3 separate regions of the Mus musculus genome follow, and all the other regions are linked to region 2. Evidence: chromatin contacts called from public HiChIP or PLAC-seq and promoter capture Hi-C data. All regions are on one chromosome and are shown on one strand. The core of a region is the stretch at or near the end of the contact, and the rest is flanking DNA. Distances in the headings are between cores, read along the strand shown.

The links. Promoter capture Hi-C pulls out the DNA fragments that hold promoters and counts their contacts. HiChIP or PLAC-seq counts read pairs in DNA pulled down with a chosen protein or histone mark.
Region 1: a contact with region 2 is called in a promoter capture Hi-C map of liver, with 11 times the contacts expected there. The contact joins the promoter of C730034F03Rik here to the promoter of Kif21a in region 2. A contact is called at or near these places in 1 of 39 promoter capture datasets (liver) and 2 of 115 datasets of contacts at active chromatin or transcription factors (embryonic stem cells and epiblast stem cells).
Region 3: a contact with region 2 is called in an H3K4me3 HiChIP or PLAC-seq map of embryonic stem cells, with 5 read pairs. The contact joins the promoter of Sco2 here to the promoter of Kif21a in region 2. A contact is called at or near these places in 2 of 115 datasets of contacts at active chromatin or transcription factors (differentiating embryonic stem cells and embryonic stem cells).

What each region holds. Positions count from the first base shown.
Region 1 is chr15:89,428,527-89,432,873 of GRCm38.p6, forward strand. It overlaps C730034F03Rik (a long non-coding RNA gene), which reads left to right and starts at 1,489. Exons shown (of 4, transcript XR_875570.1): 1 at 1,489-1,573. Chkb (choline kinase beta) reads right to left here and starts at 1,401. Exons shown (of 11, transcript NM_007692.6): 1 at 851-1,401; 2 at 523-631; 3 at 188-301; 4 at 1-18. The coding sequence starts at 1,074. Gm44502 (predicted readthrough transcript (NMD candidate), 44502) reads right to left here and starts at 1,401. Exons shown (of 27, transcript NR_004843.2): 1 at 851-1,401; 2 at 523-631; 3 at 1-301.
Region 2 is chr15:91,046,593-91,051,643 of GRCm38.p6, forward strand. Kif21a (kinesin family member 21A) reads right to left here and starts at 3,359. Exons shown (of 37, transcript NM_001109040.2): 1 at 3,067-3,359. The coding sequence starts at 3,110. Gm52215 reads left to right here. Exons shown (of 2, transcript XM_030248879.1): 1 at 1-1,356; 2 at 2,353-3,309. The coding sequence starts at 2,620. The coding sequence ends at 3,285. It overlaps Gm36710 (a long non-coding RNA gene), which reads right to left and starts at 4,461. Exons shown (of 2, transcript XR_384343.1): 1 at 4,406-4,461; 2 at 4,131-4,312.
Region 3 is chr15:89,371,246-89,375,751 of GRCm38.p6, forward strand. Sco2 (SCO2 cytochrome c oxidase assembly protein) reads right to left here and starts at 2,646. Exons shown (of 3, transcript NM_001111288.2): 1 at 2,438-2,646; 2 at 2,178-2,357; 3 at 385-1,220. The coding sequence starts at 1,204. The coding sequence ends at 437. It overlaps Ncaph2 (non-SMC condensin II complex, subunit H2), which reads left to right. Exons shown (of 20, transcript NM_001115132.2): 20 at 66-1,605. The coding sequence ends at 206. It overlaps Tymp (thymidine phosphorylase), which reads right to left. Exons shown (of 11, transcript NM_138302.2): 4 at 4,257-4,355; 5 at 3,751-3,880; 6 at 3,512-3,630; 7 at 3,006-3,168; 8 at 2,687-2,917; 9 at 2,438-2,578; 10 at 2,178-2,357; 11 at 386-1,220. The coding sequence ends at 2,200.

The sequences.
Region 1 (4,347 bases), core at 239-2,738, 1.6 Mb before region 2:
AGTTTTCAACGGCCGGCTCTGTACCCAGTAACCTATCAGGGTGGTGAGGGGGCTGGGGCGGGAGGGGGAAGGGATACGGGATGGGAGGAGATCAAGGTCTTAGGGAAATTTCCCTACCTGGGATGTGAAGGCAGACTTTGGGAAGGGTAAAGACTTGGGGTAAAAACAACAAAAACTGGGCTCTTACTGGGAGGTACTGTTCCAAGCGGCCCTCTGGAAACACTCCGTAAAGCTGGGGCCCTAGAGACCGCTCTGCGAGAATGGCGAACATCACGCTTTCTAATACCAAGGAGTCTACACCCTGATAAAAGATGTATGGCAAAGGGGCTCATGTCAGAAAAAGCCAGAGGTACGTGGGTACTGGCCCAAATCGGCTTCATCTACAATAGCTTGGACTTCTGCTCTTACTGACTGAGAATTCTTGAGCTTCAGCATATTCAGCTACACAAATAAGACACCACTTTCTGCACCACTTGCTCCAGATGTCCGAACTCCCAAGTTACGATCCTTCTTTTCCCTCACCTGCAGGATGGCCCCGTAGAGTCGTAGCAGCACCTCCCGGGGCTCCCCGCCCACACTGGGTACGTGGTTCGGTAGTGAGCATCGGAAGAGCAGGTTGCTGAGGCCTCCGCTGCAGATCCACACAGGTCAGGCTCAGCAAGGGTCGTCCCCCCGATTGGTGGGACCCACTCTAGACACCCTTCCCGAGAGGACCTCCCAAGTCCCGAAGGGGGACCCCGCCCCCCAGCACAGCAGGCTGCAGACCTGCCCCCACCCCCCACCCCCCCGCGTAGCACTGACGGCGACCGAACTGGGAGTGTCCCCAGGGTCCCCAGGGCTGACCCCTGACCTCACGGGACAAACGCTCAGCTCCTCCGGCCGCGCTCGGCGCCAGGCCCCGCCCAGGTACTCCCGGCACCACTGATAGGCTCGGCGCTGCGCGTCACGGGACAGCGAGGAAGCGCGCCGCCGATTGGGGATTGGCTCTGGGCACTTAGCATCCTGCAAACCGTCCTTGGGCAGGCCGCCGCCGACAGCCCCTCCTCCGACTACCCCTGTCCCGTCTGCCGCCATGACGTGGGCTCCGTTAGGTTTAACGCCTGCCGGTGCTCAGCGAGCCTCAGGTGAGGTTGGCTCCTTCCGGGTAGGCTCGGTTCCGCTTCCCGGAAGCCGCAGAGTCTCTGGGCGTCCTCGGCTCTTCGCGACTGCCTTCGGCTTTCTTGGTGGCTCCAGTCCTGGGACCGTTTCCAAGCCAGATGCGATTCTCAGGGCTGCGGCGCTCAAAGGCAAAGAGGGACGGCAGCTTTCCCTGAGTGGGGCGCGCTCGGGCCACGCCCGATCCGCCTATCAGTCTCTGCAAAAACAAGTTACTGCGTGGACTGTGTCCGGAACCAAGGAAGTGACGTAGGCCAATCCCGAGCGCCGTGGGCGGTTGGACAGTAGCTCCGCAAAGCTTACGAGCCAGGCTCTGGCCAATGAATGGACGATGGTAGTTTGCGGCTCCTTTATAACAGCTGCTGTGTGAGACACTCTACTAGGGAGTAGATTAGCCGAGCCTGTGGTGACAGTTGGGGTAAGTGAATGGAAGAATGAAAACGTAGGTTCTAACGATTCCCCTTTCCACAAGGCAGCAGGTGTATATGTGATGCTGGAAGGCGTAATAAGAATCAGTCCGGCGTGTCCAGCGCTGCATAGACCGCATGAGCGCCATTAATGTGACCCAACACAATAACTTAAAGTATTTTTCTTTCTCGAGAGAGTGTGTCTCTCTCCTGTTAAATATCGGGAAGAGGGAGACGTTAATGGTCAGCTTAGAAAGGAAGCTTACACAATCCATAATTCATCTGAAGGATGAGGTTTATTAGAATGAAAGGGCCTCAAAGCTACGAGTTTCGGTGTAGGGGAGGGAGAATTGAACATGAGACCTTAGAGTTAAGAAAAGACTTTCCTTTAAAGTCTAGGGATGGGGCTGAAGAGGTGGCTAAGCGGTTAAGAGCACTGATCCCTCTTCCAGAGGTCCTGAGTTCAATTCCCGCCAACCATGTGGTGGCTCACAACAGTCTGTATGTAATGGGATCCGATGCCCTCTTCTGGTGTGTCTGAAAATAGCCACAGTGTACTCATACACATAAAAAATAAATAATTCTTTTTTAGAAAGCCTAGGGAGTGGGGGCTGGCGAGATGGCTCAGTGGTTAAGAGCACTGACTGTTCTTCCGAAGGTCCTGAGTTCAAATCCCAGCAACCACATGATGGCTCACAACCACCCGTAATGAGATCTGACGCCCTCTTCTGGTGCGTCTGAAGACAGCTACAGTGTACTTACATATAATAAATAAATCTTAAAAAAAAAAAAAGGGAAGAGAGTTCATTGTGCGGGTGCGGGGTGTGTGTGTGTGTGTGTGTGTGTGTGTGTGTGTATAAGAACGCGGGGGAAGCATTCAGGAAACTGAAATCGGTGGTTAATTACCTGTGAATCTGAGGACAGTCTAGTCTATATACTGGGTTCCAGGCCAGCCAGGCTACATAGTGAGAGAAGAAAGGTGGTAAGAGAATTAATGGGGTGGCAGCAGAGGAGCCAATCAGAGAGCAGCCTTAAGAGCAATCTGTGAAGCAGACAGCTGAGGTGTTTCCAGACCGATCTCCTAAAAAAAAAAGAGAGAGAGAAAATTGACTTCAAAACAAAATTTTTTAGAATTGTCAAAACCATGAGCAGTTTTCCTACATGGCCCACTGAGAGCTGGAGAGAGGCATCCCCTGCTCCAGGCTGTGGGAGCTGGCTTAAAGATGTAGGCTATCTCCCCTTTAATCCCAGCACTGGAGAAGCAGAGGAGTACAGGGTCAGGACACAGACAGATAAACGTGCAGGTGGGTATTTTAACTTCCTTAATACTTTGGACCGTGAACTTTGTGGAGAATGAACTTTGTAGGTGGTAACATTGTTTTATGTTGCAATGTTAAAACTCTGGACCAGCCTGGAAATGTTAGGTGGTGTTTTTATTTTTTATTTTGGCTAGCTTTTGAGCCTGGGAAAGAGTTCTAAGCTCTGTTTTCTGGGCCGAGGTTCTAGGTGAAAGTGGCCTTGATTCTGCTATCTGACTGACCAGACCATATCTTTCCAGCCTTTTTTTTTTTTTTTTAACATAACTACTCCTATCAGGAAGTCAGGCCTGGGTTGGCATAGCTTGTCCTTTGTGACTTACTAGAGGTCAGCTTCTTAGCCTGTGGGACATGCATGACCCCGTGAGGTTGGCTGAATGTAGGGATTGGTGAAAGATTTGGCGACAGTAAAGGTTTCTGAACAAATAATAACCAGAAATTAATGTAAAATAAATCAAGACAAAGGAATTCAAGATGTTTCTGACCACTAGATAACTGAATTGTAGCCTTGGTTTTGAGCACACAGCATGCGTACTTCATGTGGCCACACCAACTTGGCTAGTATTTGAGACTGTGGTGTACTGTTGAAACAGTTGGTGACCCGGTGACGTAGGTCTCCTGTCTCTGGCCAGGTTCTTGGCCATCCTTCCTCCAGGAATGGACTGGGAAGACAGCAAAGGAAAGCATGAGCAACTTTATCTGCCTCGTGGACATAAAGAGTTCCAAGGGTCTCGATGAATGGCTCCAAACATATTTCTGCTATTTTGTACTTCATATTTAAAGCCAAACTCTCAGCACTGAAAATCATAAAGTAAGAATATCAAATTTGAAAAACTGTTACTGTTCTGTACCCCAGGGTATCCAACATTCAGCCAGAATTTAATGTTTTGGGGTTTTTGTTCGGTTTTTGGTTTTTGGAGACAGGGTTTCTCTGTGTCGCCATGGCTATCCTGGAAGTCATTGTACAGAGTGGTCAGGGTGGTCTTGAACTCAGAGGTCTGAGATGCCTCTATTTCCTGAGTTCTATGGTTAAGAGGTATGAGCCACCAATGTCTGGCCAGAATTTAATGTTTTATTTAAACATAAGCATGTGCCTCATTCGGAAGCAGTTTTTCCCACCTTAACAAATGGTAAACACACACACACACATATTAGGCCTAAGAATATATATATATATATTTTCATATTCCTAAGAATTGTTTTTAAGTATTTTATGAGTTATCACCAAATGTTTATTTGTATGTTTATTTGTATTACATATACACCTGGGGCTCAGTATAAATTTCTCAGGTTAACAAACTGAGCAGTGGGAAAAGTTGACAAATCTCTGTGTCAGGAGTAGGCACTCCTACTGTTGGCTTCTCTCTTACAGTGTACTTTTAATCAGTTTGTCTTAAAGGATAGAAAAACAAAAACAAAAACAAGAGAATCTTCAAGAAATGTGCAAAACAGAGACTTTTGTGCAAACC
Region 2 (5,051 bases), core at 2,109-4,608:
CACTTATGTGCTGGTTACTTTTTGTCAACTTTACACAAACTCGAAGAACCTCAAGTGAGGCGTTGCCTCCATCAGACTGGCCTGTGGGCGTGTCTGCAGGCATGTTCTTGACCAATGATAGATGTGGGCGGGCCCAGCACAGTTGGCACTACCTCTAGATGGCTGGCCCTGGTTTATATATGAAAACACTGTTCCTCCACAGTTCACGCTTGAGTTGCTGCCCTGACTTCCCTCAATGATAGACTGTGATCAGGATGTGTAAGGTCAAATAAACTCTTTCCTCCCCGAGTTATTTCTGGTCCTTGTGTTTATTACAGCAACAGAGAGCAAAGTAGGGCAGTTAGTAACCCCTATCTGAAGATAAAGAATTAACCCATGTTGTATAAATAAAAGGATTTCGCTGACTTTCAACTTCTACCTCTTTGGTCTCTTCTCTCTTTCCTTTCTATTACTTCCTAAACTAACGATCCCAGCCCTCAGGACAAAGGAGGCTGATATAAGTGGCGCTCCCAGTTCCAAGCTAACCAGTGCAACCCAATGAGACCCTGCCTCAAATAAATAAAAAACATAGCAAGCTTCAGTAAGGCAAGAACACAGCAAACTGAACCACAAATTTGAGCAGGGCCTGGTGGCGCACTCCTTTAGGCCCAACACTCAGGAGGCAGAGGCAGTTGGATCTCTGCGTTCAAGGCCAGCATGGCCTACAAAGTGAGTTCCAGGACAGCCAGGGCTACACAGAGAAACCCTGTCTCGAAAAACCAAAATAATAATAATAATAATAATAATAATAATAATAATAATTTAAACTTAAATTTTAGTTATGGAGCTTAACCATATTTCAGGTGTTTGGCTGCCACATTGAACTTTCTGAATCAATATCCCTTCTCAATGAAAGACAACCTACAGACAACTCAAACACCAAAATATCCCCCGAAACAGAGTAAAAACCATTCTCCCTCAGCTAGAAACTTTCTGCTCAGCATCTTTCCCGGGCGCTTATTTTACAAACCCTCTAAGCCCACTAGAACACACGCACCTGGAGAACGCACTTGCTTTTATGAAAGAACAGCCCAATTCTCCACTGCTCATCGTCTCGTTGTCGTAAAGGAGAAAGAGGGCCAAATCCTCTGTTAATTCTCTGTCTAGACCCAACATTTGTATGCATTTACTTCTCCACAACTGGAAAGCAGACTGGATTGGAGGACCCGGGGAGTGTTCAGTTCACTCCCTCTCGTGGTGAACTCGCTCTCCTCTAAGATGTCCAGATAGAAATAGTCTGCCAAGGCTATTCACTTGTAATTGACCTAGTCTAGGATCGGGAAGATGCTGACGACCTTTTACACTGAGTAAAACGAGGTAAGGCATAGCCCTGTCTCTCACCTGCACAGGCACGGGGGTAAGAACCAGGGCTGCACATGTAAGCTTTCTGGGTTGTAACTCTCTTTCCGTCTATGCTATCAGTTTAATTTTGGAAGGTTGACTTAATAATCTTCCTGTCCCCGTCAGTAAGAAAGACATAAAAAAAAAAAAAAAAAAAAAAAAAAAAAAAAAAAAAACAGCTTTAAAGTCACAGATTATGAGGAATAAGCTTTTTACCTGATCTAAAACATGTGACGGTTTTACGACTCTTTACACACTTCCGTTGTAAAACATTTGAAATTTTTTATTCCCCTTTTCTGTTATTCCTGGACTATATCTTCCATTACTAGATGAGACTGTTCTTCCTATTCATCCTACTAGCTTTCGTTTGGCCTTAAAATATGAATCATGTGTGCATCAGGACCAGGGACGTGGAAGGCAAAGACAGGAAGGCCATTAAGGGCCAGACCTAATAAAACCGTCACCTCCATTCTATGGTAATTCCATTATCTGCAGAATAAAGGAATCAAAATACCTTCCCATTTCTTTTTATTCTTTTTTTGTTTTGTTTTGTTTTGTTTTGTTTTGTTTTTCGAGACAGGGTTTCTCTGTGTAGCCCTGGCTGTCCTGGAACTCACTCTGTAGACCAGACTGGTCTTGAACTCAGAAATCCGCCTGCCACTGCCTCCCAAGTGCTGGGATTAGGGCATGTGCCACCACTGCCCAGCTTTAAGACAATTAAAGACCCAGGACATGCAAAACTGCCACTTCTGGGCTTAATCAAGATTTGTCACTAAAATAACCATAGGAACGCTTACATTATGTAACTTTCAATTTTTCGACTAAGGCGCTGACAGATGTTTACGAATTCTGGCTTTCTCTGAAGACAGGCTCTCTTTATAATCTTTATATTGTAACTGAGTTAACAGTATACTATCAGAGCAATGGAAGCCATGCACTTGGTCTAAGAGGAATGCTTCATTAATTTTTCAGTGTGATGATGCTGCAGTTTTCCAAGAGCAACTGTCGGAGTTCTTGCGATGCATCAAAACAGCCAAACTACACCGAATGTCCATGTCACCGTCACTAACCACAACAAGGTGACACAGCCAGCATTTCAAAACTCAACCCCAGGCGTATGTGATGTCACTGTCAACATCCAAGGTGCTTAACTAACCTCAGGTTGTTTCTCCCAGTCGCCCATCTAACCCTCCGGCTGGCTGACGTTGCCTGCCTTCTCCAGACCTCCCGCGGGTGCCTATGTCCCGCAACACACTCCCTACCAGCACACCTGCGAGGCCAGGTGTCGCGACGCACGCCATCGCGGGGACCCGAGTGGGCGCGGGCGGCGCGCTTGTCACCGCGACGCTTTGTCTGCGGCTCCGAACCCAGCCGGCGCGGCAGGGGCTGGGCTGGAGAGGAGGGAGTGGGGGGTGGGGACAGACACCTCGGGCCCACCTGCAGGGCGGCAGCGGCGACTCCCGGGGACACCGGGCGACGCTCACCCGGAGGCCAAACGCGAGGCGTCCGTGCGTGCAGCGAGCGGCGCCCGATCCTCCGGGGTGTGGGGGTGCGGGGCAGCCACTGCTGTTCCCCCGAGAAGCAGCGATGCGACGCACCGGCCCCGGAGCGGGCAGCAGGAGAGTCCGCCCGCCCGCTCGTCCGCTTGCTGGCTTCAGCTTTCCTTCCTGTCCACCCGCAGCTCACCTGACAGCCACGCGCACCGAGCTCTCGTCCGCAGCGCCCAACATGCCTGCGGCCGCCCGGGGCTCAGCTCCGTGCCGAGCGCTCCGGGCAGGCGGCGGCGGTGGTGACGGCGGCGGCGGCGGTGACGGTGACGGTGGCGAGGGCTCAGCGCCGTGCTCCAGCCATGTTGGGCGACTGAATGGAAAGGTGGCGGCGCGGAGGCGCGGGAGGGGGCGGTGACTCAGGGCGGCGCCGCCCCTTGCCCCCACTCGCCAGGCTCCGCGCTGCCCTGCGTCAGCCGTGGCCGGTCCGGTGCGCCCCGCCCCGGCGGCACGGCCAGGCGGGCGCGGCACCGCGCGGAGGCGAGCCGACCCCCCCTCCCCCTCCCATCCACCGGAGGCGCGTCCCCGCAGCCACCTGCCCCCTCTGTGGCACGGACCTTGACCCCTTTCCCAAACCTGGCCCTGTCCTCTGCCCGATCTCTTGGGACGTGGAACGATTTTCCACCCCTCTGCCTCTTCAGTGCATTACTGTTCGGTCCTATGCACATGCAAAGTGCTCCGGGCCCTGGTACTGCCAAGCATTTCCACAACTGCTTTCCATGGAGGCGTGCAGCGTGGTAAATCCTTGCAAACGGATTTTCTTTCCCTGCTGGCCTTTCAAAAGCTCCTCCGGGATCCCGAGATTCTGTCAACAGTGTCCCATTGTGTGTTCTGCACGTCATCATTGTCCTTCCACATGCCTTTAGATAGCTCTGTGGAAACAGCCTTTGTTAGCTTTGCCACAGAGTATCTTTTGTGGACTGTTCCGTACATTTCAGTAAATAAACATGTGGGTTCATACAAAACAGTATAATAGATTAAATGTCGCTATCTAAATAAAAGCACTGGCCCAAGCAGATAAAAACTAAAATCACACACCTGATCGCCCTGCTCAGAGAGTGTCCTAGAACACAGTGTATATTGGGTTCAGAAAGAAGTTTGAACCTTGTATACCCATGGGTAGATGGCCTATGGTATTTATTCTTAGAGGCAGTCCTATGTACTTTGTTTCTTACCTTTAAATCGTTACAGACAACATAGGTGGAAGGTAAAAAAAAACTTTATAATGTCCCTTTGTGTGACAAACTGGTAACAAAGCTGTCCTCCGGCCTCTCCCTGGAGAGCCTTCCCTAGCCTCGATATTTCTCCACCAACATAATGGAGCCACATTTTGTCCTAACTTGACAGGTCCAGGCGTGGATGGATCTGGTCTGACCACCTCGTTTCTGCGATAAAGGACAAGAACAAGAGATCAACCTACAGCAACAAAGCAACATATATTACCTTCTCAAAGTCTTCACTTTAGATAGCAACAGTACCTATGTGTCTCAAAAAAGAGCTGTCACAAATCATGTGCTTCAAGAACTGGGCAGGTAGCTTAAGGAAGTGGAGGAAGCAAAGTCGAGAATATATAAAATAAAACCGAGAAGGCGGGCCCCTTCCTAAGGAAGTAGCTGTCCCCATTCTGCCTGGACTAGATCTACTGGCACCCAGATCCTGTGTGGCCACATTTTTGGTTTGGTTGTATGTTTGTTGTTCCTCAAGTGAAAAAGAAAAATCAAATCCTTATGTGAAAAACGCCTTAGTTTTAAAGATTAACAACTAATTCTGCATAATATTTACACACCATGCAAAAACAACCTCAAACTGTGTCTGACCATCTCTAGTCTCAAGCCACCAGATTGAAACGTCTGGCCAAATAGCATCAATAATAGCTAGGGCTTTGGGTTCATATTCAGGCAAAGGCCATGCATAACTTCAAATTCTAAATGCTGAATGTTCTAAAATCAATGCTTAATTTTGAATAATATTTTTTGAGATTTCTTTATAAGTAATATTTCCCTGTAACTCCTCTAATTAATAACCTTACATTAAAAAAGAAAATCCCAAAGTCGGAGCTTTTACCATGCAAGGGTTTAGATCCTGTTGAGAACATTTATTTACTGAATGCTTAGGAAATGGCTG
Region 3 (4,506 bases), core at 1,396-3,895, 1.7 Mb before region 2:
AAGTGGCCTGGGACACAAGGGATGGGGCAGCGGCCCTGGACTCTACTGACACCTTGTTTCCACAGGCTAATGACTACACAGTGGAGATCACTCAGCAGCCAGGACTGGAGGCAGCTGTGGACACAATGTCTCTGAGACTGCTCACACACCAGCGAGCCCACACCCGCTTCCAGACCTATGCTGCACCATCCATGGCCCAGCCTTGAGTGGACAGCACTGAGGCAGGGGTGGAAAGTAGTATATACCTGGAGGTCTTTGCCCCTAATGTGCTATGGGGCCATTCACTCCAGTGCTGCCTCCTGGCTGGCCTAGCCTAATAAAGTGTTGCTACCCCACCTGTTCACCGGACAGACTATTTAAATGAGCTGCTGGTACAGAGCACATGCACAGATTAAGTACATCCATTTAATGACAGGGCCTAGGCAATAGGTATAGTTCAGGGCAAGACACTGTGGAAGGCAGCTATGTGCCGACGTATACTCTCTACGATCTGCTCTGCTGACCTGCTGCGACCATAGTAATCGGTGAAAAGACCATCAGGGTTGAGCAGATAGATGGCAATGGAGTGGTCCACAATGTAGTCCTGGTCCTCATCCTTAGGCCCAGCGCTGTAGTATACGCGGTAGTTGCGACTAGCATGGGCCACCTGTTCTGTAGAACCGGTCAGACCTAACAGTCTTGGGTGGAATTCTTGCACATAGCGGGCCATGGCTGCCACGTCATCTCGTTCTGGGTCCACAGTGATGAAGACAGGCTGCACCAGGGGCAGGTCAGGCTCCGCCTCTAGCTTCCGCACCACCTGCACTAGCTTTTCCAGCTCATCGGGGCAAATATCAGGGCAGTGAGTAAAACCGAAGTACATCAGCACCCACTGGCCTCGGAAGTCGGCTTTGCATCGAGGCTGGCCTTTGTGGTCTAGTAGGCTGAAGTCACCCTGGCCCACAGCAGCCTGGCGCAGGGCCTCTGTACGCTGCTGTTGGCGCCACTGTTCCTTCTCAGCCCTCGCGGCCAGCCAGGCCCAGCCTAGCCCAGCCCCAAACAGGGCTGTGATCAGCAGTCTAGTTCTTAGCCCAGGGCCTTGGCGCTGGCCCTGCCCTGCCCAGTGTCGGGAATTTCTATGCAGAGTTTCACCTCCTGAGATCCTGAGGAGGGGTTTGAACTGAGAGAGCTTGGGCCAAGCTTTGGGCCCTAGAGCCAGTAGCATCGTGGACCTGAAGCTCCTGGAAAAGAACAAAGGTGGCAAAAGTCAGAAAAGAATGGACAAGATGTCTAGGCCTCCGCTGCTGGACAAGCATCTGCCCCACATTCAAGCAGGTTATCTAGCTGCCTGCACCGGCTCGTCTCAACTCAGAACTGCTCTGCCGTAAGCTGCATGCAGTCCAGGCAACACCAAAAGTCCATAGCTGGTTTGCTCTAACCTACGTCTTTAACCAGGGAGTCTCAGCCTCATGACCCCAACCTCTGGAGAACCCACGCCACAACTGCCAAGCCTCCCTGTGGATTCTTGGAAGCACCGCGAATATGCTTTGCCTGGGCACTGGGATGCATGTGTCTATTTACAATAAATTGTTCTTTATAGGGAGGCTGTTGATCCTCTGGCTGACCACCTTTAAGAGGTGATCCTTTCTAGCTTTAGGGTCACTTCAGGGTAATCTGGGGCTCAGCAGAAAACAAGTGCCTCCAGCTTGTTTTCTGTAATGTAACACAGCTCAGCCCACTGTGCCTTGAACTGTCTGACCTTCACCTTCCTGGGCAGGCAGACTCCTCTGCACTTAACTGGATGCCGTACCCTGCCCCTCTGCAGTCCCTCAGCCCTGCCATCTCCCTTCATCCTCCCCCCCCCCCCTCTCCCCAGGGAAGGTTGTTACAACTAGCATTTAGAGCCACTGGCATCCAGCCTACTGGGCTCCCCCAGTATGTTGCCCCCGTGTGGCTACAACCTGGATCTCTTATGAGATGGAGGATACGTCCAGGGCACCATCAGCCCTGAGCTAGGACCAGTCCGAGAAGATGGGACTGGCAAATATTCCCAATATGTCCATTTTCTGGGCCTCAGAAGGTCTCTAGCTCATGTGATAAGCTAGATGAAGCAGTAGCAGCAGAGTATGAGGCCACATGTTAACAGCGTCCTCACCCAGTCCCACCCCTTGGGGGAGGACTTGCCCAACTGAACTCACCTGGCTGAGCTGGGTTCGAGACTTAGGGCTGTGCGATGGTCGGTGGGAGGACAAGTTCAGCGAAGGGTGAAGGGACCTTGAAGGGTGCTCGATCTGATAGCACGAGCGCCCCCTGGAGAGTGCGTCGCTGCTGACTGCTGAGCGCAGGGCCGTCTAGGTGCACGCGGAGCCAGGGTGTCCCTGCGCGAGCGACAGAGGCGGTTACCTAGGTCACAGCGGGCGACCGGAAGGGTTGTTTATGGATTCCAGACAGCGCTTACCTCGGGACAAACACTGGCCCACGTCGACCAGTACCTCGGCACCCACTCCCGGTCTGATCGGCTGCCCCGCTCGGCTGCGTCCGGCTCCGAGGTCGTGCAGCACACGGGCCAGCGGCAGCGCTCGGACGCACTCAACAATGCCTAAGGGAGAGGGTGGACACTGAGAACCTACTGGAGGCACGTGCCAGGACCAGGAAAGATCGGGAGAGGAAGTGGGTGGGATCTGGTGCCGTTGATATCCGGTCTCACCGTCTGCCGGTGCGAGCAGCTCCTCTTGCTCTCGGGCGTGAGGCAGCAGCTGCCGGCGTTGCGTGGGGCTCCCGGAGCACAATGCTTTAGCTAGGCCGGGGTCCACGCCCTGCGCCGAAAGCATCAGCTGGAAGCGGCGCCGCGCGGAGCCGTCATCCAACGCCGCGGCCACTCGGGCGGCGCCTTGGTCTTGTGTTTCCGCCTGTCCGCTAATCCAAAGAATGGCGCCTCCTGCTGGCGGGCGGGGTGGAGCTCAGAAGCTGCAGGGATTGAGAGCTCCTGGCATACAAACTGGTGGTCTTAACTCCAGCCCTCTCACCTAGCCTAATGACCAGGTCCCGCAGATCCGGCGGCCCCGCACCATCCAGGCAAAGCAACGCTTCTTCCACCTCCAGGGTATGGCCCACGCTGCGGCCCAGAGGGTTATCCATGGCGGTCAGGGCTGCGGCGACCTTCAGCCCCAGGCTCACTCCCACTCTAACCTGGGGAGGCATTATTCAGTATCCGGCATTATCAAATCCCATACCTGCTGTCCCTGGGTTAAGGTGTCAGTAAAGGCTTAGGTTAGAGATCAGAAACCAACACTGCCAGGCCTCAGAGGGGATGGGGGTGTTCTGGTTGGTTGCCCTAAGTGGCGGGGGTTCTGTGGAGGATTTCCCCAGGTCCGCAGTCAGGACAGCTTTGATTGGATAGGGTAGGAGGGCTGGAAAGAGGAATTGCCGTTTTATTCTTCCAGGACTGTTGAGTGGGCAGAGGCAGGGATAGGACGGAATGTGAGGCTCATGTCCCTTCATAGAAAGGGCACTGTGGCCTAGCACGGCTCACCAACATCTTTGCCAGTTCTCGGGCCTTCTCCTGGTCTGGGAAGACTGCAGCTCCCCCAAACTTAACATCTACCACCAGAGTGGACAGTCCCTCCACGGCCTTCTTACTGAGGATTGAAGCTGCGAAGACCAGAAACATCATCCCAGGGTATACTTGGGCACAGGAAGAGTTGCCTCTCTGAGAAAAGCGGCAGTGCCTAGCGGACTGTCTGTCAGTCAGGGTACCCCGTTTCAGGTCACCTGTAATGAGTGGGACACTGTCCACAGTGGCTGTCACATCTCGTGCAGCATACAGGATCCCATCAGCAGGAACCAGCTTTGCACTCTGGCCGACAATGCAGCAGCCGACTTCCTCAAGGATGTGCAGCATCTGCTCAGACACCTTCATTAACTTCTAGGGACGGACCCACCCACTGGCCCTGACCACTGACCCAACAGAAGTTCAAAACATGGCCAGCGAGAGTCAGTATGGTTCTGATGGCTAACCTACCAAGGATCCCGATTAGTTATGACAGACACATTAATGCGTACCAGCTAATCAGTGGCTTCTCCCTGTTCCCAAGTAACGATCCCGATCAAAGTTCTCTCGATGACTCCAGGCCTATTTACAACCAATGACCTTTTGAATAGTCAATGTTCTCTCTCATTAGTGACCCAGATAAATAACCTGTCCATTGATCATCCTGTGATTCGGGCCAGTGACTCCCTCAACCCAGATCATTGATCAGTTAGTGGCCCACCTGTACCTGCTCTGGGCTCTGGGTGACACCGAACCCAGGAATCGATTCCAGCTTATCCAGTGTGCCCCCTGTGTGTCCCAGACTGCGGCCGCTGATCATTGGCACCTGGTGGAGAGGGATGCTGACTGCCCCCACGCAGGCCCTTAACCTCATTTTACCTATCCTCTACTAAGAACCTATCCTATCCTCATATGAAATTACTTTTAAAAAAGCAGTTATATTTTAGAGTCTTTTTTTTTTTTTTTTTTTTTTTTTT